Regions from separate parts of the Mus musculus genome. Here region 2 is linked to region 1. A link is a contact called in public HiChIP or PLAC-seq data. All regions are on one chromosome and are shown on one strand. The core of a region is the stretch at or near the end of the contact, and the rest is flanking DNA. Distances in the headings are between cores, read along the strand shown.

Evidence for each region. HiChIP or PLAC-seq counts read pairs in DNA pulled down with a chosen protein or histone mark.
Region 2: a contact with region 1 is called in an H3K4me3 HiChIP or PLAC-seq map of forebrain, with 3 times the contacts expected there. The contact joins the promoter of Tlcd2 here to the enhancer-like site in region 1. A contact is called at or near these places in 1 of 39 promoter capture datasets (hippocampal neurons), 2 of 115 datasets of contacts at active chromatin or transcription factors (forebrain and pancreatic cancer cells) and 2 of 9 other capture datasets (adipose tissue and liver).

What each region holds. Positions count from the first base shown.
Region 1 is chr11:74,874,754-74,880,503 of GRCm38.p6, forward strand. All of the region lies in intron 2 of Sgsm2 (small G protein signaling modulator 2), which reads right to left. Among named protein-coding and RNA genes, the nearest start is that of Mir6926, 9.4 kb to the left of the region's middle. Within about 2 kb of position 2,263, at least 120 of the 459 cell types and tissues checked have an H3K27ac peak or open chromatin away from gene starts, as enhancers often do. A contact at or near this core is called in forebrain and hippocampal neurons, where this site is marked.
Region 2 is chr11:75,465,541-75,471,290 of GRCm38.p6, forward strand. Tlcd2 (TLC domain containing 2) reads left to right here and starts at 2,510. Exons shown (of 5, transcript NM_027249.3): 1 at 2,510-2,837; 2 at 3,017-3,099; 3 at 3,302-3,384; 4 at 3,932-4,361; 5 at 4,860-5,359. The coding sequence starts at 2,665. The coding sequence ends at 5,023. Mir22hg (Mir22 host gene (non-protein coding)) reads left to right here. Exons shown (of 3, transcript NR_030711.1): 3 at 1-1,150.

The DNA.
Region 1 (5,750 bases), core at 1,013-3,512:
ACCTCTGGCTCAGTTTCACCTTTCTCCCCAATGCCATCTGTGCAGTGGGGGAGTTGGGTTGTAGTTGCCATGGAGAACCTGAGGGAGGAGAGTGTGGGTGGAGCAGTCATCCACAACCTGGTCCTGGAGCTGTGGGGGCAACACCCAGAGCAGAGTTTTGCTGTACTGGTCCAGGCTGGTGACAGTGGAGACAGGCGGAGCTGGCTGGCTGGCAGGGGAGGGGATGGAAGGAGTGGAGCAAGCTCCCAGTGGAACTCTGAAACTGCCACAAGTTGGAGCTTGGCTGCAGGTGGAGCAGGAGCCGCAGAAAGGCTGCCCTCAGGCACCACGGGCCTCTCTTCCCCCAGCTCCCTCTCTTTCCACACCTCAGATCTCTGATTACCCATTTCTGCCCTGGGTTTGGTAATGACAGCCTGCACTCACAGTGGACATCCTCCCTCTGTTTGGGACACATTTTCTCTCATCCTACAAGGTGATACTGACTTTACTTCAACTCTGGGGCCCTCAGCTTTGCTCAACTCCCCAGATAAGACAACAACATTCCCCTATAGATTTGCTGAGGAGGAGAAAGAATTGGTCTGGCTTTCTGGAATAGAGGTGAGAAATGAGAACCAGGCCACAGGCGCTCATTTGCCTTGCCCTAAAGGGACAATGTGACAAGAGACACAGCCTTCCTCTGTGCAAAAGCTGACCACATTTCCGCAGTGGCAAGAGTCCCACTATCTCCTAGAGTCTTTGGTCACCATGTGCCCTGTCAGATGACTGTGGCTGTGATACTACTCTACAATGTCCCTGTTCCTCTAGACTCCGTTCCTGGGTAGACCCCAGAGGCCAGCAACCAATCTGTGTAGCACAAACTTTTGGATCAAGACAGCCCCTGAGAGCTGCATGTCCCAGCTTATCCTTCTCCTTAAAACTCATTTGGTTGAGGGAGATTTCAAGCATACACAAAAGTAAGGCTCTCCCATAGACCTACTGCTCAATTTAAAATAGCTAACAGGTATCAGTTGAATTTTATTTCAGCTAAACCACATGTAACTAGTTTTTATTTATTAAGATAGGTTTTTTTTTTAATTGATTGATTGAGATAAGGGTTCTCTGTGTTATCCTAGCTAGCTGTCCTGGAATTCACTCTGTGGACCAGGCTGGCTTTGAACTCAGAGAGATGCACCTGCCTCTGCCTCCTGAGTGCTGGGATTAAAGGTGTGAGCCACCATGGCCAGCTTTATTTTTGGATTATTTGAGGTAACTTTTAGACTCTTGACCCAACTAATATACATACCTTTACTGAACAACAATAACGACTTTTCCCCCTTTTTTGGAACCAGTCTTGCTGTATTACTTTGGCTAACCTAGAACTCATGTTGACCAGGATGGCCTCAAATTCACAGTAGTTCTCCTGTTTATACCTCCCCAATCTGGGTGCTAGGATTATAAGTGGATCATAATGTCCAACCCTAATATCAATTACTCGATATGATTCATTTCCTTCCCGATTGTGTGCCCAGATTTCAGATTTCCCCAGGTAGCCAGAACATGGACTCCTAGGAACCCCGGGTTATTTCTGAGGAAGGTTTCCGGCGACGGTTCGAGAACAAGGTGTCCCTGGATACCACGTTACATGCTTTGCTTACATGGCTCTTTTTGAGTTTTTTTATCTCCAGAGCCTGATCACTGAGCTAACCACCCACCCCTAGCCCCGAGGAGCTCTTCCAGTGCTGGAATTTATCTTCTGGGGACAGGCTCAGGGGAGAAAATAAACAACTAACTGGCTATGAGTTAGACATGAACAGCATGCAAACCTTGGTCCGTCTGACTCCAAAATCTCATCACTGGACCAAACCACATGACCTTGGCTAAGTTCTAGCACAGGAGGAAAGAAACCAGTTGCTTTGGACATCTGCCTTCCTTCCTTACCATAGCTGAAGAGCTACTTAACTTGTTCATTTCTGGATGGAAAGCAGAAGACAGTCTGAGAATAAGCTATTCACTGGATGCAGGAGGGAAAGAGTCCCTTTTGCTGAAAAGAGTCAGGCTAGCTAGCAACCGCCTGGAGTCTGAATCACAAAACGTGCAGAAGCATCTCTGGCTGCAGTATCTATCCCAGGTGGGATGCAACCTCCTGCAGCAGCTGCTGCTCTCCCGACTTATTAGTATCTCTTTGCCATTCCCCGAAGGAGCTCACTCGCGGCAGGGGAGATCTAACTGGCTAATGACAGCTGCTTAGCAACAGGGAGCTGGCTAATAAAGCCCTGTGTTATTCCCAGTTCCAGGCTCCACCCCCACTTCCCATTACGACTCAGCCTCAGTCTCAAGCAACCCTCAGGTCGGCCTAGGAAAGCAGCTGATTGAGAAGACAGGCTGGCCCGGCCCCACCCACAATGCAGCTGGTGTGAGACCTGCTCTTCAAAGTCAAAATCCTCTCTCAGCCACCTAAGGTTAAGTAAGATTCACAGGGCTGAGGGTAGAGCTCTAGGGTAGATGCTTGTCTAGCCTGCTTCAAGATCAAGGTTCAACCCCCAGCTACACAGACACACAGACAACAGACAGACAGACAGACAGACACACACACACACACACACACACACACACACACACACACCATACACCAAAAAAAAAAAAACCCCAGAAACAACTCTAGAGCCAGGCATGGTGGTGCACACCTTTTATTCCAGGCAGAAGCAGGCAGATCTCTGACTTTAAAGTTAGCCTAGTCTATATATTGAGTTTCAGGCCAGCCATGGATACTCAGTGGGGCCTTGTTTGTTTGTTTGTTTTAAATCCTAGTACTCAACTAGAAAGATACTGTTGTAGAGGGAGGTCAGGTTCAGAGAAACATATAGTTTCAAGGGTTGGTGCTTCAATGACCTCAAATCAGTTGATGGTAAGAGAAGAACTATGCATATAAGCACATTATTATTTCAGATGTAGGTTCAAGGCACAACTTGAGATAACTTGCTATTTGCTGCTGACTCTGAGTGCTCTGTTTATACATACTACGAGCACCTTCCTCCCACCATGGAAGGAGGTGGCAGGAGATACCAATCAATGGGGGTAAAGGCTGGGAGGTGGAAGAAATGTTGGCAAAGCCACAGAGAAAATACAAAAAAAAAGCGTTATTTGTTTCAACTAGCGATTGGACCCAGAATCTCAGATATGCTAAGCAAGTATACTCTGAGCTCCAGCCCAGCAGGAAGTCTTTTGTTTGTTTGAGATGGGGTCTCTCTGTGTAACCATAGCTGTCCTAGAATTCTCTCTGTAGACCAGGCTGGCCTTGAACTCAGAGAAGCCTGCCTGCCTCTATCTCCTGAGTGCTGGGACTAAAGGCATGTGCCACAACCACTTGGCTTTAAAATGTTTTAAATCACTTATTTAGTGTGTGTGTGTGAACATGCATGTATACCAACGTGCACATGTACAATCTACCATGTGGGGCCAGGGGCAGTGGAGGTGGTCATTTCCTTCGACCATGTGTGTTCTAGGGATACAACTTAGGTCATAAGGTTTGGCAGTAAGCAGTTTTACCCACTAAGCCATCTTCCAGTCAGGCTTGTCAGGCTTTAAACTCTTTTTTTTTTTTTTTGGTTTTTCAAGACAGGGTTTCTCTGTATAGCCCTGGCTGTCCTGGAGCTCACTTTGTAGACCAGGCTGGCCTCGAACTCAGAAATCCGCCTGCCTCTGCCTCCCGAGTGCTGGGAGTAAAGGCATGCGCCACCACGCCCGGCCTAAACTCTTTTTAAAAAAAAATTAAATTAAATGTGTGTGTGTGTTGTGCGCGCAAGCATGTATGAAGGTCAGAGGACAGCCTTGTAAGCCCAGTTCTCACCCCTTTCCTGGGGATTGAACTCACATCCTTGAGTGGCAAGTGTTTTTACCTGCGGAGCCATCTCCATACCCCTTCTTTTTAAAAAGATTATTCTTTTTAATTATGTGCATATGTGTGTGCACGCATCTGAACATGTGCATGTGACAGGCCAGAAGAGGGGGTTGGATCCCTTGGAACTGGAGCTACACGTGGTTTGTGAACCACCTGACCTGATGTGGGTGTTGGGAATAAAACTACAAGAGCAGCCAATGCTTGGGAGCTAGTGAGATGGCTCAGCGGTTAAGAGCACTGACTGCTCTCCCAGAGGTCCTGAGTTCAATTCCCAGCAACCACATAGTGGCTCACAAACATCTGTAATGAGATCCAAAGCCTTCTCTGTGTCTGAAGACAGCTGTAGTGTATTCATATTAAATAAATAAATAAATAAATAAATAAATCGAGAGAGAGAGAGAGCGCAGCCACTACGCCCAGCTCCTAAATTTTTAAAAAAAATTTTAAGGATTATTTTATTTTATGTGCATTGGTGTTTTGCCTACATGTAAGTCTGTGTGAGGGTGTCAGATCACCTGGAACTGGAGTTAAAGAAAGTTGTGAGCTGCCATGTGGGTGCTGGGAATTGAACCCAGGTCCTCTAGGAAGAGCAGCCAATACTCTTAGCCACTGAGCCATCTCTCCTACAGCAACCCTAAGCTGGGTGCTCCTTTGTCACACTGTGGACCTCAGCTCCTAAATGTGCTGTGGCAGATTTTTAATCTGTAAACTGTGAGACGTAACCTCCTGTGGGCTGCGTGAGGGATGTGACCTTGTGTGGGGTGCGTGAATGAATGTGGGAGGGTGTCACAAAACCTCTGGGAATAATAAAACATGTAATGATCAAAATTAATTCAAAAACTAAATGTTCTGGGTTGTAAGATGGCTCATAGGCAAGGGTGCTTACGCCAGCCGATCGCAGTTTGATCCCCAGGCCTCACACGGTAGAAAAAAAGAACTGACTTCCACAAGTTGCTCTCTGTCCAACCGTGATGACTGCTCTTTTTTTATTTTTCAGATTTATTTATTTATTATATGTAAGTACACTCTAGCTGTCTTCAGACACACCAGAAGAGGGCGTCAGATCTCATTACGGATGGTTGTGAGCCACCATGTGGTTGCTGGGATTTGAACTCTGGACCTTTGGAAGAGCAGTCGGGTACTTTTACTCACTAAGCCATCTCACCAACCCGTGATGACTGCTCTTGGTTGTGAACTTGACTATATCTGGGATTAACTAAAACCCAAGTGGCTAGGTACACCTGTGAGGGATTGTTTTCTTTTCTTCTCCCCCACCCCTCCACATTGTTTTCTTTTTTTTTTTTTTGGTTTGTTTTTTTCGAGACAGGGTTTCTCTGTGTAGCCCTGGCTGTCCTGGAACTCACTTTGTAGACCAGGCTGGCCTCGAACTCAGAAATCCACCTGCCTCTGCCTCCCAAGTGCTGGGATTAAAGGCATGTACACATTGGTATTTATAGACAGGGTTTCTCTGTGTAGCCTTAGCTGACCTTGAACTCATTCTGTACATTCTGTACAGCAGGCCCACTACCACCTGGCTGGAAGACTGCTGTTTAATCTAGACCTTCAGAGGTAGGAAGATCCACCTTTAATCTGAGCCACACCTTCTGGTGGCTCTATAGAGGGCATGGAAGAAGAAAGCTTTTGCTCTTTGCCTGCCTGCTCTTAGTGTCCCTGGCAAGTCCAGTCCTTCACTGACACTGGAGCCTGCTTCTTTGGGATTCTGAAGACCAGTTGAGATATCCAGCCCCATGGACCTACTAGGCTCTTGGACTTTCTGCTAATAGACAGCTATTGTTGGACATAGCCAGTAGCCACTCTAGTAAATGCCCCCATCCCTATCCTTCTATCCATCCATCCATCTTCATACTCACAC
Region 2 (5,750 bases), core at 1,260-3,759, 590 kb after region 1:
CTCCTCTCAGGACCTGCCTTCCTGGGAGATGAAGGGCCTCCAGGAAGTATGGTCCCATCTCTACCCTGCAGTTTCTATAAACAGCCTCAAGGAGCATGAGCCACCTCTGAAAGGAAATACACAGCAAATTCAAAAAGAGATTCAAATGTGTAACACTGTGGGAAAACATATCTATGACTGGGGTTGTAGCTCAGTTGGTAGGTTTGCTTAACATGCACCAAGCCCTGGTTCTGTCTTCTGCATTGCATAAAACTGAACAGGTTGGCCCAGGTCTGCAATCCCGGCACTCTGGAGGTGGTGGCAAAGGAGCCTACATTCAAGGTAATCCTCTGCTATACAATGAGTTCTGAGCCAGCCTGGGCTATATGAGACTGTCTCAAAAAATAAAACAAAATAAAATAAAGCATTGGTTAGTAATTCAAAGAAAGCAGATGTGGCTGAAACCGTTTTCCCTGATCATAATACAACAAGCAAATGAAAGCCAGAAGAAGGCTCCTGTGCCTTGTGTGTGGCAGTACCAACCATTGTGAGAGATGCCTTTGGACCTGGTAGTTTGCTGTCTTAGAAATGTATCCTAAAATAAGGATTTGGTTATAAAATGTTCATCTCAGGGTTGTAATAGAGAAAAATGGAACGCAGCTGTTTGTTTGGAAGTCCATTCCTTTTCTGCTGTCATGAAAATGTATAGCTAGGGCTTGCCTAAGTAAATTATATTCATCTGATGGTGGTGTTCTGTGCAGCCATCCAAAGTCTTACAGAAGAAAAATTGAGTGGAAATATAAATATTGAATACTAAAAAGATTATAAAAGTATGAGTTTGTGACTGTTTTTAAAATATGAACACATACTTGTAATATATTTTTTTAAAAACCATCCAATTGAGTGGAAATATAAATACTGAATACTAAAAAGATTATGAAAAGTATGAGTTTGTGACTGTTTTTAAAATATGAATGCATACTTGTAATATATTTTTTAAAAAAACACTGAAAGTGGATTCAAAATGTTAAGAATGGTTGTTTTTGTATGGTGGGATAGTACAATTGTGAATTTTCCCCTTGTTTTTTCTGTCTTTCTAATTTTTAAATATTGTGCATTGCTTTCATATGTTAAATAAAATACAAAAGACAAATAAATGTTTTAAAATTTTTACTCTTTTATGAGTGTTTTGCCTGTGAGTGGCAGGAATCCAACATTGTCTTCTGAAAGCAGCTAGCGCTAACTTCTGAGCCGTCTCTTCACTCCCTCTGTAATTTTTAAAAAATATATTTGTATGTTATATTATGTGTCTTTGTGCACCAGAGTGTGGGTGCACATTCTGCAGAGGCCAGAAGAGGGCATCAGATTCCCTGGAGCTGCACGCTGTTTGGATCTTCTGATGTGGATGCTCAGAATCGCACTCAGGTCCTCTAGAAGAGCAGCAAATGCTCCTAGCCACTAAAGCCATCTCTCCCTCTAGTCCTCATTGTCATGTTTAGATTTTGGAGAATTTGCTTGTAGGAGGATGGGCTACACCAAGTGCCAGGTGAAAGAAAATGTTTGCTTGGGATACCTATTGCTTCTTGAGTGTGTGTGTGCATGCTTGTGTGTGTGTGTGTATGTGTGTGTGTACACTGGAGCTAGGAATCATATCCAGGGGCCTTTTCAAGCTCCACCACACTAAAGTCAATTCTATGAACTTCATTAATTGTCTGAATCCACCTACTCTCTACACACAGGAAGCATTCCTCTGACTTTCTGACTGTCAGCCAGCTAAGGAGGTGTGGCTTAGAATAAGAAAGAAGGGAAATGCTCAAAACCTGTCACTCTTTGGGGGATTTGTGGTTGGAAAGGATATTCCTCTTAAGGCCAAAGGGGTCTAGAATCTGAAGAGTCTTATTTTTAGCTTGTTTGTTTTTCTTACTTGAGACCTGGGGAGGGGAGGTGTATGTGTCTTCCATTTGCTTCTTCTACCTAATAAAGTTTCTTGGTGATGTTTGGGGGGGGGGGAGGGGGTAGGACTCAAGAAGGGATTCTCCCATAAGCTGTTCCGTTTGGGTAGTACTATGTAAGGAAGTTACAGGTGGGCAGAGCTCGGCTCTGCCTGACTGGCGTGCTCTGAGGTAAAGGTGAGATGGTGCAAGATTTGGGCCCTCAGGAGTTGGCTCTGTTGGCCCTGTACCTTCTGGTCTGTGGGTAAGGATGACCAGTAGGTGAGAGATGAGGGAACCAGAACAGAAGGTGAAAGTTAGTGGGGCGGAGCCCCAGACTAGTCAGGTGGGGGTAAACTAGATGACTTTCTGGAACCCCAAGGGGCTCGGAGACTAGTGGTGTTGGAGAAGACCTCTAATGTGTTGTAAGGCCTCTGAACTCAGTAGCCGAACTTGATGCCAGAAAGCCCCAAACTGCTAAACCCAAGCAGGAGCGGGACGCCATCCGTTCCATGGCTTCACCCGAGGTGGCCCCATGGCTGCGCCAATCAATGAGCAGCCGAGAGATAGGGGCGTGGACAAGCCAGGAAAAGTTACAGCACGCTGGAAAGATAATACAGGCCAGGAAGCCCCAGGCACAGCAGGGTGGAAAAGCTAGATCCCGATTCTGCCGGAGGGGGGCCCCTTCGAGGTCCCGGGCACCGGGTGCCAGGATCAGAGAAACTGACTGAAACCTAGCTGACCTGCCCAGACCATGGCATCCTGGGGACTCCTTGTGGCTGGCGCTTCCTTCACGGCGTTTCGGGGACTGCACTGGGGGCTGCAGCTGCTGCCCACCCCGAAATCTGTTCGGGACCGCTGGATGTGGCGGAACATTTTCGTTTCGCTGATACACAGCCTACTCTCTGGAGTAGGGGCGCTGGTCGGGTGCGGAACTTGGGGACTGACAAAGCACTGAGGGGCGGGGGTGGAAAAGAGGGCCTGGAAGACTGAAGTTGGAACCTTTTGGAATGGAACTGGTTTGGGTTGTGGATGGGTGGGAGTACCCAGTGGGAGAATGGATCTAGGTCTGGGAGAAATTGACCTTAGCTCTTTGTCTTCTCCAGGCTGTGGCAGTTTCCTCAAATGGTCACCGACCCAATTAATGATCACCCACCGTGGGCACGGGTCCTAGTAGCAGTGTCAGTGGGTGAGTGTACAGAAAAGGCTGAATCGGGAAAGGCCTTGTTGGACCGGGAATTCTAGGTTCCTCCCCCATCTTTGGAATGGAGCAGATGTTGCTGGAGGTTTGCTGTGAGGAATTAAGGACCTGAGAAAAGTGGGACTTGAGATATCTAGGCTGTGCATCAGCTCTGAGCGAGGAGCCTCATAGTCTTCTCCGGTGCCTTCAGGTTATTTCGCTGCAGATGGAGTTGATATGCTGTGGAACCAGACATTGGCCCAGGCCTGGGACCTTCTCTGTCACCATTTGGCGGTAAGACTCTGAAGGGAGAGGCCAGGTAGTAAGGGAGCATGTCCAACTCAAGGGCCCAACCTCTCTCTTCAGTGTTCTGTCCTCTGACTTTTCCACAAAGCCCCCTGAAAACCTATCCTCTCAGACTTGGATTGAGTTGGAGGGAGGTTTTGACTGCTAGCCACTCCTGGGCACTGCCCAAGGAGTTTGGTTCTCCCCACAAACCTCCAGCTGATCATAAAAAAAAAAAAAAAAAAGCCAGGAATGAAAGCTAGGGTATGCTATGCAAATAGTGTGGCTTGGGGTAAGAGAACCTCTGGTCCAGGGCTGCTCATGCCCCCTAGATAAGGGTCAGCAGAAAGGTCAGGATTGGAGGCAGTCCTAAAAAATGCTTGGGTAATATAAAGTGAATAAATAAAAAATAAATAAATACTAATTTTTAAAAAGCTGATACCTGGAAGGATGAGGCAGAGAGTAGAAAAAACATGCGTGGGTGTCCCTAGGATAAGGAGCTGGGACTTGTTGGGCACAGGTCATGCAAAGCCTGAACCTTGAACCTTGCCTGCAGGTAGTGAGCTGCCTCAGCACCGCTGTTGTGTCTGGCCACTATGTGGGCTTCTCTATGGTATCCCTGCTTCTGGAGCTGAACTCCATCTGTTTGCATCTACGGAAGCTACTGCTGCTCTCCCATAAGGCCCCATCCTTGGCCTTCAGAGTAAGCAGTTGGGCCAGCCTGGCCACCCTGGTCCTCTTCCGCCTTCTGCCTCTGGGATGGATGAGTCTGTGGTTGTCCCGGCAGCACTACCAGCTGTCTCTTGCTCTGGTTCTGCTTTGTGTGGCTGGGCTGGTCACCGTGGGCAGCATAAGCATCTCCACAGGGATCCGAATTCTGACCAAGGATATCTTGCAGTCTCAGCCCTACCCGTTTATCCTCATGCACAAGGAAACCAAGACACGTGAGCCTGTTGCCAGGAACACTTCCACTCTCAGTCTGAAAGGTGTGGAAGTTTTCTCTTCTGTCAGCCCCCAGGGAGGTGGGGCTGGGAAGAGGAGATGGTAGCCCACTGCATAGTCTACTATGTAGCAAGGACTAGACTGTATCATCAGAGAGAGAGAGAGAGAGAGAGAGAGAGAGAGAGAGAGAGAGAGAGAGAGAACATTGTATGAGATCTCCATTACAGTCAGGAAATCAGGAGATCTAAATAACTTTAAAAGTCCCACAGTCTTTACATATTCTTAAAATTTCAATCTCTTTAAAATATCCATCTCTTTTAAAATTCAAAGTCTTTTTACAATTAAAAGTCTCAACTGTGGGCTCCACTAAAACAGTTTCTTCCTTCAAGAGGGAAAATATCAGGGCACAGTCACAATCAAAAGCAAAAGTCAATCTCCAACCGTCCAATGTCTGGGATACAACTCACGATCTTCTGGGCTCCTCCAAGGGCTTGGGTCACTTCTCCAGCCAGGCCCTTTGTAGCACACGCGTCATCCTCTAGGCTCCAGATACCTGTACTCCACTGCTGCTGCTGCTCTTGGTGGTCATCTCATGGTACTGGCATCTCCAAAACGCTGCATGACCCCTTCAGTCCTGGGCCTTCAAGAGAGAAGACTAGAGCCTGGCAAAGTGGCACATGCTGATAATGCTAGCACTTGGGAATGACAAGCAGAAGGATCAGAAGTTCAAGGCCAGCCTGGGCTACAAGAGACTCTGTTTCAACAAACAAACAAACAAACAAACCAAAGAAGAGAAAGAAAAAACTGGACATGACAGCCGGAACATTATCTGACATTCATAAGGTCCTGAGTTCAATGCCAAGTTGGCAGTGCCTAGTTTGATAAGGGTCTAGCCACTCTGGTAATACCATGGCTGACTGAACACCTTACCCAGCAACTTGCTGATAGACTCTGCCTTCCAGCAAAAGGGAGGAGCTTCGCTGAGGAGAGAACATTGAACCCTATTGTATATGAATAAATTGCTGTGCAAATGATTTCATCAGTCTCTTGTGAATGTGATTGCTTTGAGTCATTTTTCTTGGCTCCAGTGTTATCCTGGTCTGCAGTGTGGTGTGGAGTTGTGGAAGCTTTGAGTTGGGAGGGTTTCCTGTTAAGGTTTCTCTGGCTCTTTTCTTTCCTCCCGGTTTTTGTTTTGTTTGCCTGGTGGGGTTCTCTGGTGTGTGTGTGTGTGTGTGTGTGTGTGTGTGTGTGTGTGTGTGTTAGAAGTTGGCGGGGGGTGGAGGGGGCTGGAGAGATGGCTCAGCGGTTAAGAGCGCCAACTGCTCTTCCAAAGGTCCTGAGTTCAAATCCCAACAACCACATGGTGGCTCACAACCATCCGTAACAAAAAAATCTGATGCCCTCTTCTGGAGTGTCTGAAAACAGCTACAGTG